Linked DNA regions of Manis pentadactyla: region 2 is linked to region 1. Evidence: chromatin contacts called from public Hi-C data. All regions are on one chromosome and are shown on one strand. Each heading gives the region's core, a stretch centred on a gene start, on an enhancer-like site or on the middle of the called end of the contact. The rest is flanking DNA. Distances are from core to core; before and after follow the strand shown.

Region 1 (7,495 bases), core at 3,178-5,677:
GCTTTAAAAATCTAATATTAACAGGGTACTTGATAAATGTTCAAAAGAAAAAAATTTCACCACCCAAGAAAACCCAACACAAAGGCAAGTATTTATTTAATCAGGAACACATTTTTTAAAATTCAAATGTTTCTAAATGCATATATACCTTTTCAAACACACAAATAAATGTTGCAACTAGATTTTTAGTAAAGGCAGTGAGATACTCTCGTCCAACGTTTTTCACGATAGAATCCATAAGGTACATAACAGGAAGCTTCTCTGAGGAAGGAGCCTGAATAAAAAGAAACTGAGAAGTTTAGTATAATGAATTGCCACCAAATTACTTTCAAAAGTGAGTTTTTAAACCTACAATAGACTTTTTTGTTGACTATTTTTGAACTAAACTCTATGAAACTAAGTGTTCAATCAACTTCATTGCTTAATCTTTAGTTGAGTACACAAAATAAGCTCAGAATTACCAGAACGAGATATCACAGTATCTAATACACTTGAAAACTCAATGGAATTTCAGGTCATATGGAAAAAAGACCTGTGTTTTAAGTGACCAAAAAGAAGGAAGAGAGGGGCATTTTCTGTAACCCAAGTGTAAGCCTCGTGACCCACATTAACTTGTGTGCCTAGACTCCATGACGTTTTCAGACTTCTGGAAGAAACCCTAATTCCATAGGCATAGTTTGCATGTTAAATTCTATTAAGCTTATATTACCTGTAAAATGATTAGGATTACTTCTCTATTATCCAATGAACAAAGAAATTAAATACACCTCACATATGAAGTTAATGAAAAAAAAAACTTTTAAACTTGCACACAAACATGCAAGAAGGTGCAAGTTGTTTTTGATACAAGAAAAACTGGATGAGCGGCTGCTGAGTCATGTAAATCAGGTTGAACTTGACTCTGGAAACCAGGATTTGTCCTGAAGATTTTCTTCACAGCACACATTCTCCGTCGAAATATTTTTCCTCTGACGTGCACAAACCAGGGGTTCTAAATTTGTGCACTGCCAGCGTGGTGACGCTGACACATGTAGCCCTTTCCATAGGAGGAAAATGTTGCCCCAGTTCAACTGCAATGCCTACCCATCACTGGCTTTTAGAAGGCATAGCAAGTTTCCAGAAAGCATCAGCAGGTTCACAGACTTGAGGAGCATTAAGACACACCATATAAATTAAGTGTAACTCTAATTCCACAGGAGAACCCATGATTAAAAAACAAAAACAAAAAAATTACCCCATTTACCCATCCCATGTGTATAGGAATCTCAGCCATGAACAACTTACCCATAGCTACCTGAAGCTAGGGTAGGCTCACAGTTCGCAGTACACAATGCCATATTTCACAAAACCAATTGCCCATACAAGTGTGTGGAAGTGCTCTTGCTTCTGATAACACCTTTACAACCAAAGTAGGCAAAGGAAACCTCTGGTTAACTTTGTATTAAAACTTTCTTTTAGGGTACTAATAAAAAGGTTCACAAGGCCACCGCATGTGGGCAGACTATTAAGTACCAACATGTCAAATGCTTTATTGCTGTGTCTTTATCTTACCATGTAATGTTTTACACCATTTTAGTTATTGTACTTATGAAGTTAAACAGGTTCTTTAAAACCAAAATCTGTCCAGTAGGCTACTTTTTTATTGCACAAGTGAATCCTTGTATGTAATATTTTGCTACTACTGCCTCTCATGGGAGGAGTCAAATTAAGTGTGAATTCTTAAGGTTAATGCTGAGATGCTAGAGAATAAGGACACAAACATTTACCTCCAGAAACACACCACCAAGCCAGTTCGCTACCAAATGAAAGAAAATCCCTCCCCTCACCCTCAACCCAACCCTGATTAAGGTATTTCCCCAAAGTGACTTTTACATCTTTTCCTCCATCTGGCTTTACAAAAATAACCAGGAAGGTGTGCCCAAAAAACTTCATCCGTCTTTTATCAGCAAATAGTTCATCTATTTTTACGACTCTGTGTAGTCCACACACAAACACAAGTTTTAATGTGGTCACTATATTCAGCATTTAGTTTTCACTTCTCGAAGGTCTTCTGGATCCATTAAAAACAGCAAGGAAACTGTTGAGTGACAACCTGAGCTGCTAAAGTATTAGGCACTGTGGAGTATTAGTAATTCCCCCAAAACAGGGAATTAGATTAAGAATAAATGTCATTTTTAGAAAAACTCAAGTGCAGTTTTATTTTTTAAAAAGGCAATATTAAGCCTTTAACAGGCAAAACTTAGTTTTTTCACGTGCAACATGTTGTGGTATCAATAAAAAGAATGTTGAGTAGGTAAGAGGAACGCTTCCTTTTAAAATCTCATACTTCAAAAATAGAACAATAGCTGTTTCAAACAGACATTCACAGGAAAACGAAAATGAAGACTTGTAGTTTAGCTGTCAGACTGAGCATGACAAACTTGTTGGTCCTTTACAAAAAAAAAAAAGGCCTTATTTTTTTGTCCTCTTTAAATTAAAGTATGAAAAGGACCACCTGAAACCGTGTATCTTGTGAACAGATTTACCCAAAATAGTGGATGGAACCTAAACAAGAATGAACCCAAGTCACTTAAAGACTTTGTTTAAAACACACAACCACGTAGTTAAAAATAAGTCTCGGAAACAGATTCTACACCTTACAAAGGTAAATAAAAAAGACAAATACATATTTTATATGTTTTATTCACAAATTTTATAATACCAGTCACACATTTCAAAACCATTTATTAGAGTCAGACCACTCAGTTTTACACTAGACAGAAACCGCCTCTAAACAATATATATTGGTGGTTGTTCTTAAAGTGGCCTTTTAAAAGGGGTTCACTCTGCTAAAAGGAGGCTCATCCTGATTAATTTCAATCACTAACAACTAGAAAAAAACTAAACCGTAAGTACAAGCTTGAAAAATAACTTAAAATGTGGTACTGGGAAGCTATTAAAACTCATTATAACTAAAGTTTAACAGTAAACTTTACTTAAAAATGACATATCGCTCCCACATGAATCCACAGAAGAGGAGGACTACAGGGAAATATAGGGTGGCAGAGGACCACTTCTGTCAAGGGGTGAAGAAAAGCAGGTCTTCACTATCAGGGAAGGGAGGAAAAAAGAGAGAAGGAAGAGGAGGAGGGACTGAACTTTTCAAAAAAAACTGTAAGTACTTGTTACCCAGTGGGCCAGTTCTCCACCTACAGGTTGGTTAAGATTTCCTCCCCCCACACCCAAACCCCACCCTCAACCCCAATTTCCCGTCTTTGAGGGTAAATTAGACCCTCCGATAACAAAATTAAAATTGTATCTAGCCGCCCCCACCCCAAAATGGGGCTGACGGGTGTGAGCAGCTGCCTGGCTGGCAGGGAATGGATTCTCCTCTCTTCCCTTTCGCATCATGTGCTTTTCAGGCGCCATGTTGGGCTCCTAACAGGCGGCTGCTCCACTCGGGGCCGATTCCCTATTCCCACCCACCAACAGCTCGCTCCCAGGTCCCCCTTCACCTCCTTCCAACCCGCAGAGCACCAATATCCAAAGGGGTACTGGGGGGGGAACTGGGAGAAGACCCACTCCCCACCTACCCAGGGGGTTCAAACGGCTTTAACTCTTCCCCACACCACAAACTGCCTTTGGGTCTCCCCCTCCCCAAAGGGATCTGTTCAAAGCGTGAGACGGGACGTACAAAGCGGTGGCCTAAATAGGGAGTCGGTAAGCGGAAGTGGGGCTCCACCCTTTCTCCTCCCCACTCCCTCCCCGCGAGAGGCCCACGCTCGAAGCCTGGGCCAAAGACCGAGCCTGAGTTGGACGGGGAGGGTTGGAGAGAAGGAACACTGTCCCCCTTTGGACGGAAGCGAGACCTGGGATGAGGCTGACACTAAAATCAGGGAGTATTAGAAGAATAGGAGGCTGCGGGGTGTATAAAAACCTTGGCGGTTTGGGCCTCGATGAGAGAGACGATCTCCTTGGCGAAGGGCAGGTTCTCCTCGGCTAGAATGGTCAGCATATTGATGTGCGGTTTGCTATTGAAGGTCAGGTCTTCAAGAGATGACTGATAATCCCGACAGGCGTCGTCCCGGGCCCCCGCAGTACCGGCCTCGGCCGGCGTCTGCTCTGACATTGCGCCGCGGCCCCCCTCCGAGGTCCGCCGCAGCTGAAGCTGAAGCCGCTCTCGATACCCCGCCTCCCTTCCGACTCCTCTTCCTCTCCCAGGATCTCGCGGCTCCGGCTTCACCACATGCTGACCGCGGAGGGGGGTTGGGGGACGACACAGGGGGAACCTCGGCTATGAGACGCCGCCGTCTCACGGGGGATCTCCGCGCACTTCCAGCCACCAGAGGTTTCTTTCTCCACAGACACAAAATGGCGGCAAGAGTGGCGGCTCCAGCTCCGAAAATGTCTGTGTTCTCAACCGCTGCGTCGTGCGAAATGAGCAAGGGGAGGGGAAATGTGCGGTAAAGGGGCGGGGCCGTTGATAAAGCCAGGCGTGATTGGCTCTTCCTGAAACGTCTCAAACGCCGCCTCGGGTCCTTCCGCAGGACGTATTGGCCCCTCCTTCTTCTCGAGACCCTACCCCGGGCTTTCGCAACACCTAACTGCTAGAGGTGCGGTGGAAAAGACGGCTTCTCTCATTGGCCGATTCGTAAGGGACTGTTCGGTCATCTGTTACCATAACAACCCATTCAAGGAGGCGAATAGGGCTGGGGAATCTGTTCGCGAGGCCAACCCCACCAGTTTAAGGGGGAAGTGCGGCCAACCCGTCTTCGTCCCTCCCTCTGCAATGCCCTAGACTCTTAATGGCTCCGTCAGTCATCCTCCCTCCCGCCTGCCCGGGCGCCGGAGGCCGGGGGTGGGGGATGAGGGGAGTGTCGGCCTGTCCCACCACCCAGCGCCGCTCGCGGCTCAGGTGCTCCCGAGAGTCCGGGCGGGTCCAGCTGCCCGGACAGATTTGTCCCACCCGGAACTAAGGCCGGGAGGGAGGGGTCGAATATACCCGGAACCTCGAAGTCTCCGGAGAGTGGACTCCAGCGCGCTGCTTCTCACGTCCACAAAGAAAAACACCGAGGCCGTCCTTCTGAGTTGAATCCCCAGGAAAATGCCTTTATTTAGAGGTTGTGTGTGAAAGGCTTTTCCCTAGGGATTTGAAGCTCTTTGGGGAGCCCACTCAGTCTTCACGAAGGCTTTCCTACAACAGCCACACCCAGTCCCGAGCCTGATGCCCCTCTCAATCTTCTGCCCTTCCAAACAACCCTAGAACGCGCGATCTAGAGTACGCAGAAAAAAAAATGTATTTCTTACTTGTAAGGATCGTTCCCCAAGCTTCTAAAATACTACTTGGATTTTGCAAATGATGCTCTCGAAACAAAGCATTCAAATAGTTCTGCCATGGAGCTGCAGCATAACACAATAAACCAAAAGCGTATTTTTAAAAATATGTAATAACTTGAAGGAATTAGGTATTACTTATAATTTGCTTCACCATTGTCCTCAAGCTATTAGAGACTTAGTTGTTCTCCAGAGATATCTCTCTAAAGAAATGAACGAAGTTAATTCTTTTGTTGCATGTAAAGTAACATTTTCACTTGGTTTGGTTTATTTTTAACCAGGCTTATTGACCTATAGTTGATATATAATAAACTGCATGTACTTAAAGTGTACAAGATTGTATTGACACAGGTATTTTTCATTTCTTGTTAACGTGATACCGCATACGAATGAGAAGTAAAGCCTGGGGAGGAGAGCTTGTCTTTTCTCGTTTGAAGCTAATGAATATTGTTGAATAGATATTTATTGATCTCAGTAATTTCTTACCAGTGTTAGGGTATATTTAGATCTAATAAATAAGGAACTTTCAAAGTTCCTATTTTCTGGAGGGAAATATTTCAGGTAAAATAGTACTCTTTTTTTCCTTGTAATTTTAGAAGTGAATTTAGTTACTAAACTTAGAGTTGTAGAAAATATCTGCCTTTCACTATTGTTTTATATATCCTTTTAATAGCCAAGTGAAAATTTGTAAAAATAAAACGTTTTCAAAGCTCTGATTTGCTTTCTATTGTATCCCTTCCAGGCCACACAGGAAACAATGTATGCTTGGCATATAAATCAACAAATCTGGGTACCCACAAAGGATGTAGGAAAGCAATCTTATTCGATACCCTACAAGAATATTTTTTCTTTATATCCTCAGGACAGACCACATACTAGATAATCAGTATTTTTAAATATACAACTGAATGCATGAAACTTCTCCCATAAGAGTTTCAGTGCCAGTTCTTTCATCAGAATATGCAACTAATGCACTCTGTACCAACAGTAAGCCCCAGTTATCTGTGCATGTCTATGCTAGGTGCAGTGGTAAAAGTGATAGGCCCTTTACCTGGCCTTCCTGGAGTAATATGAAGAAGTATGACATTGGACGAGGAAACAGGGTATTCCAGAACTATTTTCAAAAATCAAACCCACTGATTATTGTGTTTCCACAGAATATGAAGTCTTTCCATTCTTTTGAGGAAAATAACTGTCCTCCTCCCTTGGTTCATAGTATTTACAAGAGAAGTTAATTCCTCCTAACACAACCACTGTTCTAGGCAATTCAGTACCCTTCTGATGTAAATTTTTGATGTCATCAGAAAGACTGAAATGAATATACTAAACATAGAAAGTAAAAGGGAAGTAAGGGAAAAGAATTAAAAACCAATCCAGAGAAAAGAATGAAGAACCAATCCCTTTAAAGACAGATAGTGAACTAGCACTGCCAGCAGGTGGAATTTCCTCTTTAACATGTGAATCCAGTGTGTGTAAATAATATGCAGGAATATTTACACTAATATATATGCATATGTATATGTACATATGAAATATTTACACATTATATAAAATACACATGTTTTGCTAAAAACATGAACACTTTACCCATTTAAACATAATTATTTACTTATAATTATAAAATTAATGTATGCTTATATAAAGTATTCAACTACAAGCACATAAATAAATGAAATGTCCCTCTTTCTGACCTGGCCACAAGGTAACCATTATTCACAGTTTAATGTGTATCCCTTCATGCCTCTTTCAGTGAACACTCATGCAAACACAATGTGCAGCAGATTTTTATTTCTGATCTTTACAAAAATAAGGTCACTGTATATAATTTATTCGTTGTTTTTTAAACTCAAGACATGGGCATCCTTTCATGAGCAGTCCTAAAGCTATATAATCCAAAGCATTTCTTTTTAAAGTTTATGGCTTAGAAAGATAGCTTTCACAAGAATAAAGCCATTCTAAAACTAGCATGTAGGAGATACTCAATGAATGTCTGTTGATTGATCCGGATCTTCTGATTTCAATTTCACTTGCTTGTGCACTGTGTACTCCACCGGCTCAAACAGACAAATGCAGGATTAGCTGAGAGAACCTGGACAGAAGCGGACCTAACGTTACAGAATTTAGAGATAAGAGATTATCAGGGAGGGAAGGTGACTGACAATTCAAATGGTGAGCTCACAAA
Region 2 (7,495 bases), core at 3,412-5,911, 160 kb after region 1:
AAATCTCAGAAAAATTAATATGCATCAGCATTTTGCAGTTAACAAATCTTTTCAACTACTTTTCATTCTGATAGGTAAACAAGGCACTTACCGTACTTACAAACTGGGCAACTGGGTGTAATTTTTGCCCAAGGTGACAAAGTTAGTGAATTTTATGACCACACCCAAGGCCTTTGATTCCTAGCTGGAGGTTTTTTCCCGTATGGTGTCTTATGATAACTGTAAGAACAACAAGGCTAACAACGAACTATCCTGCAAATAGTATCACTGATAGCCTAACAAAAACTAGGTCTATTAGTATTAGTGTGTATACAAACTAATTATATATACTTTAACTAATATATATAATGAAGATGTAAGTTTTCTTTAATCCTTTTGGGAATAAGTCTGGGTTGAAATAAATGTTAGTATGGAGTAATACAGACCAGGGCTTCTCAAACTTCAATATGCACACAAATCACCTAGGGAACTTGTTAAAATGAGGGAGGATTCTGCTTAAGTCTGGGACAATGCTCAAGATTCCGCATTTCTAACAAGCTCCCAGGTGATGCCAATACAGCTGTTTCTCATTTTGAGAAGCAAGGGCAGCAACAACATATTCAAATCATAATCCCGATTTAACTTCTAGAGGCACCCCTGTTTTCCAAAATGTCACTTGTTACGGAATTGTAGTCTTCAAATTTTTTTGGTCTCAGGATGCTTTATACTCTTAAAAACTTTCGAGAACACCAAAGAGCTTTTGTCTATGTGGTTAATATACAACTAAATTTTAACTGAATATGAGAAATTAAATGAAAGTGAGTAATTGAGAAATCTAAAAAATATTAATTCATTAAAACAACAGACTCATTGCATGGTTAAAAAAAAACTTAATTTATGAAAATAATATGTGTTCCAAAATTTAAAAAGTTACTGAGAGCAGAGTGGCATTGTTTTACATTTGCAAATCTCTTTAGTGTCTGGCTTAATAAAGACAGCTGGATCCACATACCTCCTTCTTTGCTCAATCTGTTGTGACATTACATGTCCCTCCTAAGTTTACAGTCCCAGATTAAGTTGAATGTGTACAATGTAATGAAAAACACTTAAAAAATAAAAAGAATGTATCTCCAAGTCTTCACATACTATTCTCCTCCCTACAGGAGAAAACTATGACTGATGTGTGTGAAATTCAATTTTACTTGTTAAAGTAAATGATACAGACTTTTTGGGTGTTTGGGGGGAGTTTAGGTAGTCTCTGAATTATGATTCCCATGTTAAGATGGGAAAAGTTGGTGTTAGAGACAGATTTCTAGACTAAAGGGCCTAGGGGTCCCATTAAGTCATCTAGAAAGGCAACTTATATCTGTTTGGGTTGGGTGGGTAGTTCACCTGGATAATTAAGTCCCCTCAATTGTTCATAATTTTTGGAAGTACATATACATACACAAAATCATATATATGGTCATATATATAGTTTGGTTTTTCATCTGAGAAGGTTACCATGTTCCCATATAGAAGGACATATGTATGCATTTATATATATGAATATGATAATCTCAGATGAAGGGCCATTTTATACATTCTAAAAAATATTTTTGTCTATATCTTTATATCATGGAATCCCTTTTCAAATAAAATCTAACTTGGAACCCTATGTAAGGATGAGAATGGAGCTCTTGTTGAAACTAAATTGGGGGACCCCCAAGCCCTACCTACTAGTCAGCACTATTACTTCTCTAAGTCCTTTCTCCCTCTAAAAGCACCTCAATGGAGCGCTAAGGATCTGTAGAATATAATTTGAAAACCACCACTGCATTAATCTCGGAGGTTAAACAAATGAAAAAGTTAGCTGTATAAAACACAAAGCACCTATTTTGGTGGTTGTTGCTAAGGATTTGGGGTTCAGTCTTTACGGAGCAGTCATTTTTTATCTTCAGTGTCTTTAAAATCTTCTGCAAAGGCTAGAGTATGGAATCCCCATCCTAAACTTGCTGTGCTGCAGCAGTAGGAAATAAAAGTGAGGAATTTGTTTCCTTGCATTGGCTTACAACTGACTCCATGTAAGGAAAAAGGAAAGAAGAAATAACTGCAGAAAAGATAAGCACTGGAAATTATGGGAATAGATTTTCTTGTGTGTTGACAATGTACTATACATATAAAATAGGTTGTATTTCCAAGGACTGTTTCCACAGGCAAGGACCAAGTGCTGTGGGTTTTAGTACCTAAATGGCTCAGTCAGAGCTCTGGTTTCTTGAGGCATCTTAAGCTTTGGGAAAGAGAGGGGGAGATATCATTCTGGATACAAATTCCAGTGCTAATTTGGAGGTGATATAGTGATTATGAATGTAGATGGCAGCTACACTGTTTAGGCTTGACTATGTTTCTGCCACTAACTAGCTGGTTGTGTGATTTTTGGCAAGTTACTTAAACTTTCTAAGCTTTTTTTCTTTTGAAGACTGGTATTAACAATAGCATTCCCTCATAGGACTATGTATTAAAAGACATAAGTCTTACAAAGCTCCTAGCATAGTACCCAGTGCATGGTAAATATTCATTAATGTTACCTATTGTTATTACCAGTCTAAAGAGATACTTGGCAGTACTGTTCAACCTAATTTTGTGGCAGATTGTCTTTAAAAGAAAAGACTTGGGAAAAAACCTAGTTTTAAAAATATTTCACATCTATATATTACTGATTATGTATCACACAGTGTTCTAAGCATTTCATATATATTAACTCATTAGATCCTTACAACAACCCTAGAGGCAGATAGTACTCTCTGCATTTTGAGGCCCAGATAATTTAAGTGACTTACCCAAGGCCACACAGCTTTAAGTGGCAATGTTGGGAACCTGGCTTCCAAAAAGGGAGGCAGTTTGTCTCTAGACAATTATGCTTTTTAATCACCATGTTATACTGCGATAGGTAAAGTATACTTAGATTTGTATTTTATATAAATAGATTTGTATTTCCATTTTAGAAATCCTAATATATGTCATGTATGGTCATTATCTGTAACTTTGTGGGTATTATTATCCCACTTTAAAGTGAGTAGATTCACAGAAGTATCTTGCCATAGATCATACAACTATCAAGTGTCAGAGCCTATCTGCAACCCGGCTAGGATCTCTGAAGCTTGAAATAGCTCCATTATATCACACAATTCTTCTAAGAATGGATCCTGATCAAAGGTAAATAGCCCGAGTTTTAGTTTTTTCATATAGAAAGGAACCTGAAAATGGGTGATCAAAGTTCAGACTCGAGACACTATCATACTGTCATTTACTCATTCATTTAACAAACATCTGTTGCGTTTTCTGTGAACTGGATCCTAGGCTGTACATTTAATGATGAATAGCAAAAACAGAGTCTCTCAGAGTTCACAAATGAGTTACTTGGGAGAATGGCTTAATAAGGAACAATGATAACTACTGGAAGGATGACTTAGGGTCTAGATGTGGGCTCAGGTGCCAATTCCTCTCCATTCAATGCTAACTAGACAAAAAAGACTAGTTAAGAATATTGCTGGCATAATTACTCTTCCTCATACACCATGAGGTAGTTACATATATCCTTATCCTCCCTCTCCTCTGGCAGAGAGAAAGTATTCTTAAAGAACACCAACCCTAATCCCTCTTTTGTACTCTATCAAGATCAGAGAAGAATCGTAGGCTTTCAGCTATACCTGGCCTGCATCTCAGTATCATAACATAGTAGTATGTGCAAACACTATCCAAGCCTCTGGAGGCTACAGAGAGTACTATGAAGTCCTTGTTCTCAAGAAGTTTTATTTATTTAAAAAATAAGCTAGGGATCAGGCAAAAATAAGCAAACAATCAACAAAAAACCCCTATACTATACCAGGGCTAGCCCAGAAATGGATTGTGGTTTTCTAACAGGATAGGGACTTACTTCCCTCTAGCAACAGAGGACTACTAGCCAATTCTACTCCAGGACTTACAGAATAACCAACCCGAAAGAGCCTTATGTCCTGGTGTGGCGAACTTAATCCTTACTCGTCCTCTAGCCATGGGGAATCTACAGCAGACACTTGAATTTCCTCTCATGCTTACAGGCTTTACTTTTACCTTTTGGAGATGAGAATTACCCGAGAGAAGCACTTTTGACATGAAGGATATATAAAACTTGAATTCTGGAGAGCAAGAACTGAGGCAAGAAGAAATTTTCTTCTTCCATTCATGTGTTCTCACTGTGGCCTGCAAAACAAAAAGCCATGGGGATGACTGGCCAGTCTTTAATTGTAGGTACATAATTCATTTCTTAGGAAAACCATTTAACCTCCATTACAAAGTCAACAGATGTTTTTTGCAGTGTTAATGTACTGGAAAACTAGTTCTCTTTTTCTGCTCAATTAAATGTTTTAATAGGAAAATAAGATTTAAAACACAGTAGCTCAAATAAATATTCTGTTTTTGAATAATGCTCCATCTTCAAGAAAGACATTTAGCTTGTTTCACATCTTTATCAATAGAATTTGTTTCTACCATCAATAGGAATGAACTTACATGAATCTTTTAAAGAACTTAAATTGGTGGGTAATGGCTCTTTTTAGCTGAGAAAATCACTTCATTGGATTTCAGTGTGCACATTTTTATACAGCTTGAAGAGAAAAAAAAAACTCAGGTTCTGCAAACAGAAAAATCAAAATGTTACAAGGTCAGAGTTCAAAGTGCTTCAGATCCTTATGTGAAAAACATCAGAGAAGTAAAGCAATAATACCAATGTATTGCTTTCATACTTTCTTTTTAAAAGTTCAATTGTTGGTTTATCAAAATTTTAAAAATAGATCTTATTTATAGCATAATATAAATATTCTGAAATGAAAGTCTGTGTACATGTTCAACAATCTTTTAGGTATGGCTTTTCCTAAGGATGGTCAAAATTTAGAAGTGTGGTAACTACAGAAGGGAGATCTTATTAATCAAAACAGTATTTCTGTGAAAATAAAATCTTGCTACCTAGAGTAGTAAGATAGAAACTTGTAAAAATGAAAGATAAATGGAATTACTGATTTCTATGTTACTAAAGGGAAGATAGAGAAAGTAAAAAAATTAATCCTGCCTAATTCTCTGTTGTTATCCTTGTTATGGGACCCTTAGGTATACATGATTAGTAAGGTTCTACCAAAAGCACATATGTATTCCTAGATTTGGTTATCATCTTAGGCTACATGGCAATCTCTAAGGACAAGGAAGATTAGGTGGTATAGGATACAAAGGGAAGGCAGAAAGAAAGATCACTGAACACATTATTAGTGCTACTAACCTCAGGTTCCCTAATAACCCAAAAAGTGATGAATGTGTGCCAGCAAAGGCATCTTCCCTCTACACATCCTCTAAAAAGTCCAATTTGGGGGAGGGTGTAATATGGTGGTACATCTACCTCTGCACTAGGGGACATATATCTGGGCTAAGCTCCCTTCAGAGAAAATGTTACTTGCTTAAAATTCTGCTTATGAAGCCTCAGTTCCCTACAGTAGCCTTTGAGGCCCTAGGTCATCTACCCCACCTTCCTGACCTTCCCTTGTACCACTCTCCCCCTTAGTCACTGTACTTCAAGCCATGCTTCTCAAATACCCTAAATGGTATCTCTTCTTGGGCTTTTGTGCTTACCTTTCTCTTTGTCTAGAATACCTTAGTTCTTCAAATACCTGGCTCATTCTCATCCTTCAGTCTTTAATGTTACCCCCCAAGAAGGCCCCACTTTAATTTCAAGTAGACACCCATTTCCTCATAGTTTCTATATTACCCATCTTATTCCTTCATGGTACTAACCATGTTCACTATATATGAAACCATGAAAATGCATCATATATCACGTAATATATACATTTACTTATTTCTTCTACCCCCACTAATCTGAAAGTTTCATGAAGACAGGAACCTAATCTATCTTGTGCTGTATTATTCAGTGCTCAGGAGAAGTAAGTTTTCAATAAATATTCATTGAACACATGAAAAACCATAAGCAGAATCTTGCAATTTAAGAAAAAAATTTTTAAGAGTAGGTATATGCCACACAATAGGATTTTCATTTTTCATTTAATGCCCCCTTAAAAAGACCTTTCTCTATAGGATGGCTTTTCTTCTTTTTCTAAATCTTATACTACTGTACTTTGTTAGTCCTACTATTTGTTTTGTCTAGTTTATTTTGTATTTGATTTTATTCTCCCTCATGTGTTTCCATGATTCTTTTCCTTGTTCTTTATGTACTAGTAATTTATGCTAAATGGCGCACAAAAAAGTAATCTGAGCTGTGTTCTTTGTTCTCCTCCGTACTCCCAAACACTGCCTGCCATAGTATGTTTCACATTTCTGTGCCTTTGGGGTTTTTTTTCCCACTCTTCCTTCCATCTAAAATGTTCTTTCACTCTCTTGGCTAATGTTTATTTTTTTTTAAGATTCTTTTCAGGGGTCTTCTCCAGGAAGCTTTCTTTTCCAGGTTTTCCCTACTTTTTATCACTTATCATATTACAGTGAATTGATCTGTTCAATGTTTTTTTTCTGGAGCCAGGGTAAGATTGTAAAGGGACCATCTCTTTATATCCCCAGTGCCAAGCTCAAAACTGTCAATCTGAACTTCAGCTATTAATTTTTCCTGATTTCTCACTTTCCTTTTCCTAAGCCAGTTTTGCTATATACTATTAAACATAAAGCAATTCTACCACATAGCAAAATAATCTTATACTTGCATATAAAGTGCAGAGTAGTTTCATATATAGTATCTTAATTAGAACTTATTTTAATCATTATTTACATTTATCCTCATTCTAATTTTTTTCTTCAATTTGGTCATATTACAAGCAGAAACTGTCTTCTTTAGGGCTCTAAAATAGATTTTTATATTGTACCAAAACTATATGGATGTTTATCAAATCATTCTTTACAAAATTATCAAATTTTAGGAAATGGATTAAACATGAAACAGGACTAGGACACTGTGCTAAGTGTGGGGGACACAATGAAAAAGAAGACACTTCCTGCTGTAAAGTGTTTACTGTCTAATTGAGCACACAACTCACCAATAAGCGAACTTAAACTAAAAAAAAAAAACCCCAAAAACTTAAATGAGGAAGAATATTTGGGGATTAATTTCTAAATTGTGCAAGCACTAATTGTCATATTTTTAAAGAAAGGTTGGTTAAATTGTCTTTATTTAGGGGTTTATTGCCCTCTAGTGGAACAAGTAAGTTATGTAGAAAACTATAACAATGGCGAATTTGGGAACTGAAATGAAGGTCATTAAACTAATTTAATTATTTGTGTTTATCTGTAAATCCCAGCAAACGGCAAAAAGACTTTCCATCATTGTTTGGTGGACAAAAATGCAATTAGGTTCTTTCAGGCTGTTACTGTTAGTTATTCCCTATGGTACTTGTTACCTACTTTATTTTCTCTCTCTCTCTCCCTACTGCCTGACTTGCACTATGGTGAATTCGTGTTTGATGAATAGATGAAGGAGGCACCAGGAATGGGTAAATACTGAAGTTAG

Evidence for each region. Hi-C and Micro-C count contacts between places; a contact is called where the count stands out from the background.
Region 2: a Hi-C map of skin fibroblasts shows a contact between it and region 1, with 2.9 times the contacts expected there. The contact joins the promoter of DDIAS here to the promoter of PCF11 in region 1. A contact is called at or near these places in 2 of 3 Hi-C or Micro-C datasets (fibroblasts and skin fibroblasts).

The regions. Positions count from the first base shown.
Region 1 is chr9:32,183,366-32,190,860 of mManPen7.hap1, forward strand. PCF11 (PCF11 cleavage and polyadenylation factor subunit) reads right to left here and starts at 4,428. Exons shown (of 16, transcript XM_036895379.2): 1 at 3,917-4,428; 2 at 149-274. The coding sequence starts at 4,108.
Region 2 is chr9:32,345,642-32,353,136 of mManPen7.hap1, forward strand. It overlaps DDIAS (DNA damage induced apoptosis suppressor), which reads right to left and starts at 4,662. Exons shown (of 5, transcript XM_036895503.2): 1 at 4,510-4,662; 2 at 4,072-4,200. The coding sequence starts at 4,184.